Linked DNA regions of Mus musculus: all the other regions are linked to region 3. Evidence: chromatin contacts called from public HiChIP or PLAC-seq and promoter capture Hi-C data. All regions are on one chromosome and are shown on one strand. Each heading gives the region's core, a stretch centred on a gene start, on an enhancer-like site or on the middle of the called end of the contact. The rest is flanking DNA. Distances are from core to core; before and after follow the strand shown.

What was found. Promoter capture Hi-C pulls out the DNA fragments that hold promoters and counts their contacts. HiChIP or PLAC-seq counts read pairs in DNA pulled down with a chosen protein or histone mark. Capture Hi-C pulls out chosen DNA fragments and counts their contacts.
Region 1: a promoter capture Hi-C map of neural stem cells shows a contact between it and region 3. The contact joins the promoter of Zfp592 here to the promoter of Ap3b2 in region 3. A contact is called at or near these places in 1 of 39 promoter capture datasets (neural stem cells) and 1 of 115 datasets of contacts at active chromatin or transcription factors (acute myeloid leukemia).
Region 2: a contact with region 3 is called in an H3K4me3 HiChIP or PLAC-seq map of neural tube, with 4 times the contacts expected there. The contact joins the enhancer-like site here to the promoter of Ap3b2 in region 3. A contact is called at or near these places in 6 of 39 promoter capture datasets (the 3T3-L1 cell line, 3T3-L1-derived adipocytes, the HPC-7 cell line and 3 more), 2 of 115 datasets of contacts at active chromatin or transcription factors (embryonic forebrain and neural tube) and 1 of 9 other capture datasets (liver).
Region 4: a contact with region 3 is called in a promoter capture Hi-C map of adipose tissue. The contact joins the promoter of Bnc1 here to the promoter of Ap3b2 in region 3. A contact is called at or near these places in 3 of 39 promoter capture datasets (the C10 cell line and the HPC-7 cell line) and 1 of 9 other capture datasets (adipose tissue).

What each region holds. Positions count from the first base shown.
Region 1 is chr7:80,992,227-80,995,150 of GRCm38.p6, forward strand. Zfp592 (zinc finger protein 592) reads left to right here and starts at 1,458. Exons shown (of 10, transcript NM_178707.4): 1 at 1,458-1,536.
Region 2 is chr7:81,178,180-81,181,101 of GRCm38.p6, forward strand. No RefSeq gene overlaps it. Among named protein-coding and RNA genes, the nearest start is that of Gm44968, 27 kb to the right of the region's middle. Within about 2 kb of position 1,607, at least 59 of the 459 cell types and tissues checked have an H3K27ac peak or open chromatin away from gene starts, as enhancers often do.
Region 3 is chr7:81,492,647-81,495,443 of GRCm38.p6, forward strand. Ap3b2 (adaptor-related protein complex 3, beta 2 subunit) reads right to left here and starts at 1,279. Exons shown (of 26, transcript NM_021492.3): 1 at 862-1,279. The coding sequence starts at 974. BC048679 (cDNA sequence BC048679) reads right to left here. Exons shown (of 6, transcript NM_001193274.1): 5 at 2,480-2,727; 6 at 1,628-1,732. The coding sequence ends at 1,700.
Region 4 is chr7:81,990,935-81,993,717 of GRCm38.p6, forward strand. Bnc1 (basonuclin 1) reads right to left here and starts at 1,365. Exons shown (of 5, transcript NM_007562.2): 1 at 1,261-1,365. The coding sequence starts at 1,356.

The sequences.
Region 1 (2,924 bases), core at 208-2,707, 500 kb before region 3:
AAATAAACAAGATCCTTTCTTTCTTGGCTTTTAAGGCGGTCTTTCAATGTGTAACCCCAGCTGCTCTTGAACTCAAAATCATCTTGCCTCATTCTCCCAAGAGCTGGGATTACACACATGCACTACCGCACGGGACAAATATTTCTATCTTTATTCATCTTTCGAATCTTGTTGGACAACACGCCTTTTCCTTGGACTTCCTCTTCCCCATTTCCCATCTTTCTGGGATATAAACTATAAATGACTCTGTCTTTGGCTCCTTGAGCTCTCGCTCTCTCTCAAACTGGAACAAATGAAACAAACCTTTCTTTTTACTCCTTCTTAAGATGGAGGCTAGTTTTCCCTTCCTCTCCCTGCCAAACTTCTGGAAAGAATAATTTCTCGTAACTGCCTTCACTCCTTCATCACTACCGCACTCCTCATGCAGGTGTTGGGTTCTGTCGGGTCCTGGCACACAGCAGACTCAGCTGAATGTCAGCTCTGGCCCTTTTGCCAAGTGTGGGCTTTTTCCTGGTTTCTTCGGGAGGAATTTGCTCATGCTTAGCAATCCTGCCTGGCACCAGAACTGGCCTGCCAGTTCCCACCGTCCGACCCTGCTGCCTTACTATCGCGTCCCCAAGGGACTCCAGGTTCTTGGAAAGTCCTGCGGGTCAACTTGGTAATTTTTTTGTCGGCCGCCTCTCCGAGTTCTTGCCCTGGAGTCACAGCCTCCCTGGTGAGCCTGCGAATTGCCAGTCCACCCTGAGAGGTTATCAGCTCCCTCCACCCCAACCCCTCCACCTCCATTCCACTCTCCGAGCGTCCCTTGGCTCCCCCAGAGGTAACACGTCTGAGCGCCCCGCGCCCGCAAGCATGTCCTTCCATCCTGCGACGAGTAGCCATTTAAGGCGCACCTGAGTGCCCAGGCCCACTGCCCTCCTGCTTCCTTTCACTTAGCAGTGCTGCCTAGGCCCGACTCGCCCAGCTCTCCGCGAAGACGACTTCTTCCGAGCTCTTGAGGCGCTCGGCGTCCGGTCGGCCCATAGCCGCGAAGGTACAACGCGTCCCTCCGGCAGGCGGCCTGGGCCGCACCGAGGCCTCAGAGGCGCGTCCGAGCTTCCCGGGCCCAGGTGGCCGGGAGAGGCCGCGCCAAGGGCGGCGGGAGCCAGCCCAGGTCGGAGTCCCGGTCCTGCCTGCGCCGTCCTCGCCCCGCCCCTCCCCGGAGTCAGCGTAGCCAGGGTCGCACCAGCCTGAGGCGGGAGGGAGGCGGAAGGCGCGGGGCCGGGCCAGGCCAGGCCGGGCCGGGCCGGGCCGGGGCAGCTCTATAGCCGCACCGCCCTGGCCGGTGCCCAGGCCCGAGTCGCCTTCCGCCCGCCCTTCCCACCCGCGGCCTCAGCCAGGTCCCGCCGCCAGCCCGGCTCCCGCCCCCGCTCCGCCCCCGGAGCCGCAGCCCCGCCCGCCACCGCCGTCGCCATGTTGTGGCTCCCGCAGCCGGCGCTGGGGACGCGCGCGGCCGAGCCCGGGGCCTGTCGCTGCCGCCGCCGCCGCCGCCGCCAGGTAAGCGCCCCCCGCCGCCTGGACGGGGCGAGGCCACCATCCGGGCCGCTCCAGCTCGGGCAGGGGAGTCTGAGAGGAGCGGGCTCTGCCCGCGCCGCGGCCCGGCCCTGCAGCCTGGTGGACCCTGCCCGCCGCCCCAGGCGGCAGCCACTTCCCCCGATCGCCGCCAGGCGGGCCCTGGCCACCACCCTACCCCGCCCCCGGCCCGGACCCCTTCCGCCGCCGCCGCCCGCCGATCGGGGCGGCCCGGGCACTCCGCTGTCGTCCCGCGCGCGACAGGCGGCCGCCCGCCGAGCCCCCGGCCCAGGCAGGGATAACGGTGCACTTCACCAGGCTGGGACGCCCTGTCAGCTCCACGGTCCCCGCCGCGCGAGGACCTGGCGCCGTCACTGGGCAGACACTTAGAACATCGGCCCTCCTCGGCGCCCCTCAGTCTCCCCCTCAGCCTCGCCCAAGTTCTGACCCCGGGGGTTCCTTCTCCCGGGGCAGACAAGTCTTCCTCCTCCAGAGTTGGGGTGCTTAGGGGGGGGTGACCAGGCCTGTTGATCAGGCTTGAACTGATTTCTCTGCGGGGTCTCTTCCTGCCAACCGAGGGGCTAGTGGGGAAAGGCTCCGTGTGACCCGGGGAGGGGGAGGACAGGAGAGCGTCTGCTGGACAGATGGCCTCCTGGCCTTGAAGCAGCTTTTGTGAGGGGGAGGGGTCCGTATGACCTTAGGTATGCCTGCTCTTGAGAACCTAAGATTATTGGAGGTGGTCAGGTATTTTTTTTTTTTTTTAACTATTTTTACGAGCAGACCAGAGGTGACATTAAAAGTCCAGGGTTGAAACAACCTACAGGCCCACCCAGGGAGCATGCTTTGTAGCCAGGACAAGCCTAGATAGTTTCTGCTTTAGGAGAGTGGGATTCGGGTGGGTAAAATGGGTTTGGACCAGGGTTTGCCCGTGGCCTGTGCTCGTGTAGGAGCTAGAGTGTGATTGTGTCAGGTGTACACCGGCTGAGCACACAATGTGCTTGGCCTGATGGGTGCTGAGTGGGACTTCAGAAGTCTATTTGCTAAACTGACAGGTACATTACAGTGGGAAAGAGAAAGGAGCCTGGTGCTTTTTTTTTTTTTTTTTTTTTTTTGGACCATTTCTACAGCTCCACTGAAGATGGCTTTGGTTCATTACCCCTCCCCCCATCTCCACTTTTAACCAGGTTGGCCACCAAGCTCCGGTCTTAAACCTCCCCCGTAGTTGGGACTTCAGGCAACCATGCCTAACTGAAAACATTTTTTTTTCTGAGTATTTGTAGTATGCGCCATGACAGAACTAGGTTTTGGAGATACTGTGTCAACCAGAAAGATACCTCCACTTTAGTGTGGGAGATCTTGACCTAGAGACAAAG
Region 2 (2,922 bases), core at 357-2,856, 310 kb before region 3:
CACCCCCCCCCCCCCATTCCTTGTAGTTTTGCCTTTTAGAATATTTTCAATCTACAGTTGTTTGAATCCACGGGGATAGAAAACACAGATGCAGAGGGTGAACTGTACATGACTAGGTTATTTTTCTTTTTATCCTGGGTGTGTGTGTTCACACACGTGCACATACGCATGCCTGCATCTGCGTGTATGTGCATGCCAGAGCTTTGGCAGAGTCCGAGGACAACCTCAGGTGTCCTTGCTTGCTACCTTATTTGAGGTGATGTCTCTCTGTTGTGTTTTAATGTAGGATACAGGGTGGGCTGGGCTGGGGTTTGAAGGATCCTCCTGTCTCTGCTTCCAGTATTCCATTAGCAGTGCTGTGGTTATAGATGTGTGAGCTATTGGCTCGCCCTTTCTATAGCTCTGGGGTTTGAATTCAGGGCCTCAGATTTGTACCACAAGCAGTTCAATCACTGAGCCATCTCCCCAGCCCAGGCCACAATTATGTTAAAAAGCCTCAATTCTTAACTGTTGGAGTTAATAAACCTACTTTTTAAATTGTCATGAAATTGTCTGCATTGTTACGCCCAATTTCTGTACCTACATTATTACAGATATGAAACTACTAATCCATAGCCTACCGTATTTCCATTTTAAAACTATGTATTTCTGTGGGAGTCTGCACGCACTACAGCATGCATATAGAGGTCTGAGGATGACCTGTGGAGTGGGTTTTCTTCTTTGTCTTCTTCTTCTTCTACAGTGTGGGTTCCAGAGAACAAACTCAGGTTGTCAGGCTTGGTGGCAATCACCCTCACCCATGGAGCCAGCCCCTCAGCTCCATGACTTACATTTTGCACAGCTTTGCCCTCAAAGTATTTTTAGCTAGTTAGAACTATTCAGAGATTTTTATATGCTCAGGGCTGGGCCTGTGTTTGAAATTCTCTCCAGAGAGCTGGGACAAGGCAGACTGTGTGTGTGTGTGCGCGATTTTTAACTTTTGGACACGGGGTTTCATATATACCGTGCTGGCCTCAAGCTTCCTATGTAGCCAAAGATGAAGTTGAATTTCTGATCCTCCTGCCTCCACCTCCTGAGCGATGAGATCATAAGTGTGTACCACCAGACCCAGTTTCTGTGGTTCTGAAGATCAGAGGCTCTGTGACTGCAGGGCAGGCACTCCTGCTAACTGAGTGGAAGCCGCTTTCTTGTGCGAGAATGTTTTGAGGACAATAGAAGTCTGAATAATCGATACAAATACGCCTTGTGGGGACAGTAGCGTGACTCCCGTCCCTAGTGTGGGCGACTGTTAGAAGTGGTTCCAAGGAACATGGCATGGAGGCAGAGGAGGTAAGAAGGGAAGTTTGCAGGAGAGAGGCCTCCTGGGTATGGTTAACACCAGTGAGGGGGTGGGGAGGTGCCTCTCCGGAGGCAGCGCCCTGCCCCTCTGTGGTCTCCCTCCCTCAACCTACAACCTCAGTCTAAACAGGAGGAAAACATTGAACAAACTCAAACCATGACATAATCTACAAAATATCTAACCACGATGCCACAGAACTGTCAGAGCCTTCGCCCACAAGGAAAACCTGCCCAGTGGAACCTAGGGAGACATCATGACTAAGTGTGATATTGTAGTGGTTGGTGTGTTGTCGCCCCTCCCCCCAGAGCTGGAGCACAGATCCCCAGCATGTGTGAGTGCAGCCTTATTTGGAAATAGATTGCTAGAGTTGGATTTAGAGTATTTTCCTGAAGGTAAAATATTGGGGGGGGGGGGGGAGGCTGTTGGTCCTCAGCCTGTGAGATGGCGGAGATGGGGCCTAGTGGGAAGTAAGAGGTGAGTTCACTGGGGAGCTACTTCAGTGGAGAAGAATCAGGACCCCACTTCCTTCCTATTTCTCTTTCTGTGCTTTCTGATCACCTAGATGTGACCCTAAACAACAGAGCCAAATGACCACAGACCAAAACTTCTGAAACCATGATCCACATAAGCCTTCTTCCTAGCAAGTGGGTTCCCAGACATTTTTGCCATAGTGACAGGCATGACTAACACACAGGTCCTGAAGATGTAAGTTAAGGATCTAGGATGAAATCGTCCTGGATTTAGGAGTGACAGGTATGAAGTGGAAGGGACAGGGAGATCTGAGACTCTCAGATGCATAAATGCACACAGAAGAAAGCCACGTGACTACGGAGGGAGATTAGAGCCCTGATCCCACAAGCGGGGGGGGGGGGGGGGGGGGGGAAGGGATGAGGGGCAAAGAAGGAGCCTCTGAGCTGGACATGGTGACTCATGCCTTTAATCCCAGCACTCGGGAGGCAGAGGCAGGAGGATTTCTGAGTTTGGAGCCAGCCTGGTCTACAAAGTGAGTTCCAGGACAGCCAGGGCTATACAAAGAAACCCTGTCTCGAAACAAACAAACAAACCAAAAAAGGAGCCTCTGGTCTCTGTGGAACTTAGCCGATTGACAGCCTCAGCCCCCAGAACCCTGAGGATACACCTCTGTTGTTGTAACAATGTTATGGCACTGGACTAAGGCAGCCCTAGGAGACTGATACAGGCGTCCTGCCCGAGATCCTGGACAAACACACCAGTGTGTGTGGGTCTCTCCAGCCACCATGACCAGCAGAGTAATGATCAGCCAGAGGCGAGAAGGCAGTTCAGTTTAATACAACTAAGTAGCCGGCGTTGGTTCAAACTTGGTCTGACCTGGAGCTGTTTATTTCATGCATATTTAAGCACGGCACAGTTTGGTGAAAGAGTGAGTGTGTTAATTAACCCATGCCCATGTCACAACAAAACTTAAGGTGTGACTATCTCAAAACTCTTTTTGAAGCACACGTGACTCCTTCCATAATGATGGGTTCTATAGATTGACTACATGTGACTCCTTCCATAGAGATGGGTTCCATAGATTGACACACTCAGGATAAGAGTCTGGGAGA
Region 3 (2,797 bases), core at 29-2,528:
TGTTGCTGTTTGCAGCTGCTTGAGCATGTGAGGCCTAGCACTGACCATGCAGGGTAAGGAACAGGGTCACCCGATCATTAGTAATAAAAATCCAGTGGGACTCGCACTCGGTGAACCTGCCTGGTTGAGTGACCCTTCTGAAGAAGTGCATTCGCTTGCGCCTTGTGCTCTGGATTGTGTGGTGATTTCCCTGAGACCCCAGACCCATTTCTAACACGAGAGTACCTTCCTCCCTGAAATGGAACATGTCTTGCACTCCCACTCCTGACCCTTGAATTGTCAGGGCTACAATTGTGCTCCCGGTTGGAACAATCTATTGGCTCCTGTTCACTACTCCGTTCCGTGACTAACAGGTCCACAGGCCTTTAATTAATGTGCTATTGAATTTATGAACAAATAAATGAATGAGTCAAAGGTAAGATTCAAACCAAGTAGGGCTGAATCATAGGGCAATGTGGGGGTTGGGGAAAGATGGAGAAATTAATTTGCAGGAGGAGCCAGTTTCTCAGTCTACATCCAGGGCCGGCTTCCTGGAGTGGACCACACTCAAACTCCAGTTCCCCAATTCAGACCCGTCCCCTACGGAATTGGTTTTGGGGGTTTTGTTTTGGTTTCTCTTTGAGCCAGCGAATAAAAGGCTGCAAACATCATCGCAGCTGTTCCATAAGGACCCCGCCTGTCTGGTCCCTCCCCCACCAGCCTTGGGTCCCCCGCCCCTTCGTAGCTAAAGGCGAAGTGGCCCTGCTGCGGGAACCCCGGGAAGCGCGCAGGGCGGGTCTGGGTCGGCAGGGCCGCAGCCTCGCGGGCGCTGTCCATGGTGCCTGCGCGCCAGCCGCACCCGGCCGGCGCTCGCTAGCTCACCGCTTGTAGTCCGAGGAGAAGATACCGCCGCTCGCCGGGTCGTGGCCATATTCTGGCTCCCCGGGACCGGCTGAGCCGCCCTTGTCTTCGCTGTAGGCCGGAGCGGCCGACATGGATCTGCGCTGAGGGGTGGCTGAGCGGCCGGGTTGGGCTTTGGTCGAGGAATGGGATGCACGCCTAGCTCTGCGGAGCTGCAATCTGCGCGGCGGAGGCAGCGCGCAGATTCAGCAATCAGGGCTGAGCGCTAAGGTTCTTAAAGGGACCGGCACCACCCGCGGAGTGCAGGGTTGGGGTGAGCTGACAGGGGACGGAGGAACAGCGCCTGCCCTGTCCCAATCTCTCAGAACTCTCTGGCAACTGCAAGCATCTAAAGGTCTCTCACAGTGAGCAAGGCTGCAGGGCTGATGACTGTATAGTCTTTGGAGGGATGCGGACCTCCTGCCTCCGCCCTCCCGATCACCTGACCTCCACGGACCCGCCCACCCATGCAGTGAGAGAGGGGGACGTGAGGGACACTGAAAGAAGGCCATACTCGCAGGCCTGGGTTGGAACATCTACCTTGGAGATTTAGGGGTGGGTACCTTTCCATCCTTTTTCACACAGTCTAAATCCCTCTGAGGATAACCTGCTTACTCACTGGGAATCATAGCAACTTCCTGGAAGAAGTGGAATTTAAGAGGAGGCTGACCCAGGAAGCAAGTGCTAAGGGCATTCTGGGAGCAAATCAGTTCTAGGTGGAGTAAAGAGAACCTCCAACATCCTAATTACGTTTGGGAAAATACTTTAATGATCCCTTCTGAAACCTCTTTTGGCCCATTCAGGAGGACCCAAGGTCACATTAATCACTGGTTAGGTTCCTGTCCATTGACATCTAGAAGGGAAAGAAGACGAACAGATTGAGTTAGGGTCTGGTGTAATTGCCAGGTCTCCAGGACTTTGTGATTTATCAAGCTTAGCTCCTAAGACCCAAGGAAGGAAGGAAGGGAGGAAGGAAGGAAGGAAGGAAGGAAGGAAGGAAGGAAGGAAGGAAGGAAAGCAAGAAGAAGGATTGTAGCTAGTTCTGGATTAGAGAGAACACCCTGGACTAGGCTGATGGTGAATTGTTTATCTTTGGTCTAGATTTTGGACATGAGGTTGAGTGATTGGGAACTCCTGGCCAGGCTCATAGAATGGAAGTATTCCCAAGGACCGAGATTTGTAGACTAGGGTCCCAATTCTCTAAGATCAGAATTGGTGGACTGTTTGGAAAAGGATGGAACTGAGAAAGGCGGACTTTGGATCAATAGAAAGTTCTACTGCAAAAAGAAGGATGGAGTTGGAGCAGCCCCTGGGTTGGAGATCGGTCATGTTCAGTAAATATATCTGCTCAGGATCTAAGAACAGTAGCCTGAGGTCTACCTGGCGCTAAAGGGTTTCAAAGTGTGTAACTTCAAAAATAGGTACACCTATTCTGGGGACTTTAGATTGCCAGAGTAAAGAGTTTAAGATGAAAGGAACCTGGTCTGGGTGTAGTGGAGAGGGGAATCATCTGAATTATGCTGGAGCAAGTTGGTTAGGTGCCTTTGTTAGCAGACTGGGGCTGGCATGGGATGTGGGCAGGTAGAAGAGAGGCACTTACTGAGTCCATGCCCAACAGGTTCAGTGCAAAGTGCACACAGTTGCTGCTAGTGGGATGGTAGGGAGGAGGATCGTTGTCCATAGCTTCTCGCACGCGGCTCTCCAGCACCCTAGGGTCAACGCCACCGCGCCTGCGTAGCACACGCCAGAGCTGTCGGGAGCGCTGCAGAGCTCTGTGCCCCTGTTTACACACGACACCCTCACAGTAACCCAGAAACGTTTGTACTCCATTCTGGTTGGAGGTCCTGCCTGTGGGGATAGCAGGCCCAAAATCAGAGCAAATCGGAGCTAGCTTTGGTGCGACTCAGTAATCTGCCCT
Region 4 (2,783 bases), core at 115-2,614, 500 kb after region 3:
CTCTCTCTCTCTCTCTCTCTCTCTCTCTCTCTCTCTCTCTCTCTCTCTCTCTCTCTCTCTCTCTCTCACACACACACTCTGACAGGGATTCCCAGGACACCAGTGGGGCCTCTTTCAAGCCCCTTAAGTGTTAACAGCAGAGGCCTGGCTGTGACCAGGCGTCTGGCCCGATTTAAATGCCCTCATCTTCAGAGGTCTGCGGTGAGCCTAGCCATAAAACTAGGGGACATTACCGAACCCCAGAGTGTCTGATCTTCCCCCCCCCCCCCGCACTGCATACAACTTCACTCATACAATTAAGGCTGCTAGTTGGCATTCCATTTAACTGTCAAACTCAGGCTGGTGGCAGCCCCACAGCCACAAAGAGATGCCTTAAACGAGAAGAACATGTTTCTACACCGCATTTGAGAAAGTTTGGCTCCGAGCTATGTACTGATTGATATCAGATCTCTCTCACTTGCCTCTCCAATCTTGTCACATCTGGCTGACAAATCCCCAGGAGTTTATCCGAAGTCGTGAGGCCAGTAGGGTTAAGGGGCTCCCCTGGGGAAGCAGCGCCCGTGGACAGCGGACACCCGAAGCGGATGCTGGGGTACGCCCGGCTGGAACCCCGCTGCGGGGTGGACAGTCACTGGGCCACTAAGCACCTCACCTCTGCATTGCCAGGATCCCTTCCTGTCACTCTCAGGTAAACCATCTCCAAAGAGACTGGACCTTGGCCCTCTGGCTTCCCCATCAGCATCCGGATGCGCTCCTCCAAGTCCCTGAGCGACCGGAGGGCACGAACACCCCTCACTGTCCCACGCTCGACAAGCCAGGCGGAACGCCGGCAAACCAACGCACTCCTTCAGCGCGGTTCAACTGCGAGCATCCGTCCTCTTCAGACACGTCTAACTAAGCTGACGGTTTGCGGCGCTTTTGGTCTTTTGTCTCTTCCCTTTTAAAAAAGCAAGGATTTGTCCCTCAGGGGACCGGCGCCCCCTCCACGCCCCTCGGGCGTCTCCGCGACTCTCCTCCCGGGATGACCGAAGGTCACGGCTTGAAATACCAGACAGATGGACGTCCCTGCGCCAACAGCGGTTGGACAGGGGCTCTGGGGTGTAAGAGAAACGGGGCGCCGCTCACGGGTCACCTCGCTGCGACCGGGCACAGGCTGCGAGGAACTGCAGTTCGGCCTCCCGGGACGCACACACGGCGCCGACGACGAGCAGGTGGCCCTCGTAGGGCGGCCCCGCGCCCGTCGCCCGCGCGACCGCTTACCTCAGCCATCCTGCAGCCGCTGCGGAGCCGGCCTTCCCGGCGCGCGTCCCCTGCCCGGGCCGCTCCGCGTCCGCCCCGGCTCGGCGACCGCCGCATCCACGCTCTGGCCGTCTGGGCCACCCCCGCCCCCCCTGCGCAGGAGAAGTGGGCGGCTCCCCGCGGCGCCGGGTGACCGCGCCGGCCCTTGCGCCCCTCGTGCACCCTCGCGTCCGCCCCGCGCCCCGGGGTCCGCCCCTCCGCTCGCCCCGCCCCGCGCCCCTACTCCGGCCGCCGGGGGCTGCGGGCGACGCTCGAGGGGGTGTGGGGAGGCCACGCAGAGTCGCCTCGGTTGAGGCCAGGCCGCGGCCCCCCGCGCACAGCGGAGACCTCGGCGGCCGCGGGCGCGGAGGTGTCTGCCCCCGGCGGGCTTGAAGGCACTTGTTGAGAAGGAGACAGACGTGTCGGTGTTTGCCTCTCCCCGGCGAGGGCGAAACGCTCTCTGAAGTTCCCTGGCTCTGCTCTCTCGGGCTGATGCAGCCTCCCTCGCCTCCCCCGGAGGCGCCTCGGGTCCCGGTGTGGACCAGGCAGAAGGCTGCACTGCCCCCGCCCCCACCGGGAACTTTTTATTTCCACAGATGTGGGGACTTGGGTCGGGTCGTGGAGGCTTGATTGGGAACTCAAACACCCCGGTCTCTTGTGTGCTCTGTGTTAAAGTCCCGGTGTTACCGCTTGCCTGGGACAGGTGACTTCGCTCTCAGAGTTGGAAAGCGGGATTAGACTTAACTAGGTTCTAAGGAGACACGGAGATGAAGTGATAAATCAAACAAGAGTTTCGTCCCCTGGGAGCCGATGGGGAGGGGCTCGCCAGGAGAACCTGCTTTCCGGGGCCTGAGGACAAAGAAAAAGAATCCTTCGGCCCTAAGAACAGGGGAAGATTGTCCACAGCTGGTGTGAAACAGAACCAGGTTTTACTATATAGCTCTTGGGCAGGGCGGGACCTGAGACCTGAAGAGAGGCCAAAGTGTTTGGCTTTTTGGGTCTGTCCTTTTTAGAAGTAAGAGAGCCTAGACTTGGAGTGGCAGGTCCTGTTTCTTTTTTTTTTTTTTTTTTTTCTTTTTTTTTCCCCCAATTTGTTGCACCTGCTTCGCTGCTGGTGGGCGTCCTTGAAAAGGGAACACAGTCCTGCACAAATCAGAGATGCCGGGACAAAGAAAGAGTTGCAAACAGAAGACAGGATGCCAGTTACCCCACGTGCTGACAACAGGCTTCAGAGGGGGGAAAGGTGAGAACAGGACACATGACAGAAAAAAAAGTGTGGGCATCTGTGCTGCACGGGGTCCGGAAACTGGACACCTGGATTTCCCCCAGGTGCCTGTTCTGGGTCTACCTGGTGGTACTTTTCCTTGCAGGCATGAAGTTGCCTAGCCATTGCGATAACATTGACCTGGAGATGCGCATTAATATTGCCACATGGCAAACTTCATTATGAAGCCTTGTTTTATTAATGACCAAGCTAAACTGGTTGGTTACCTTCTGTTTGCTCT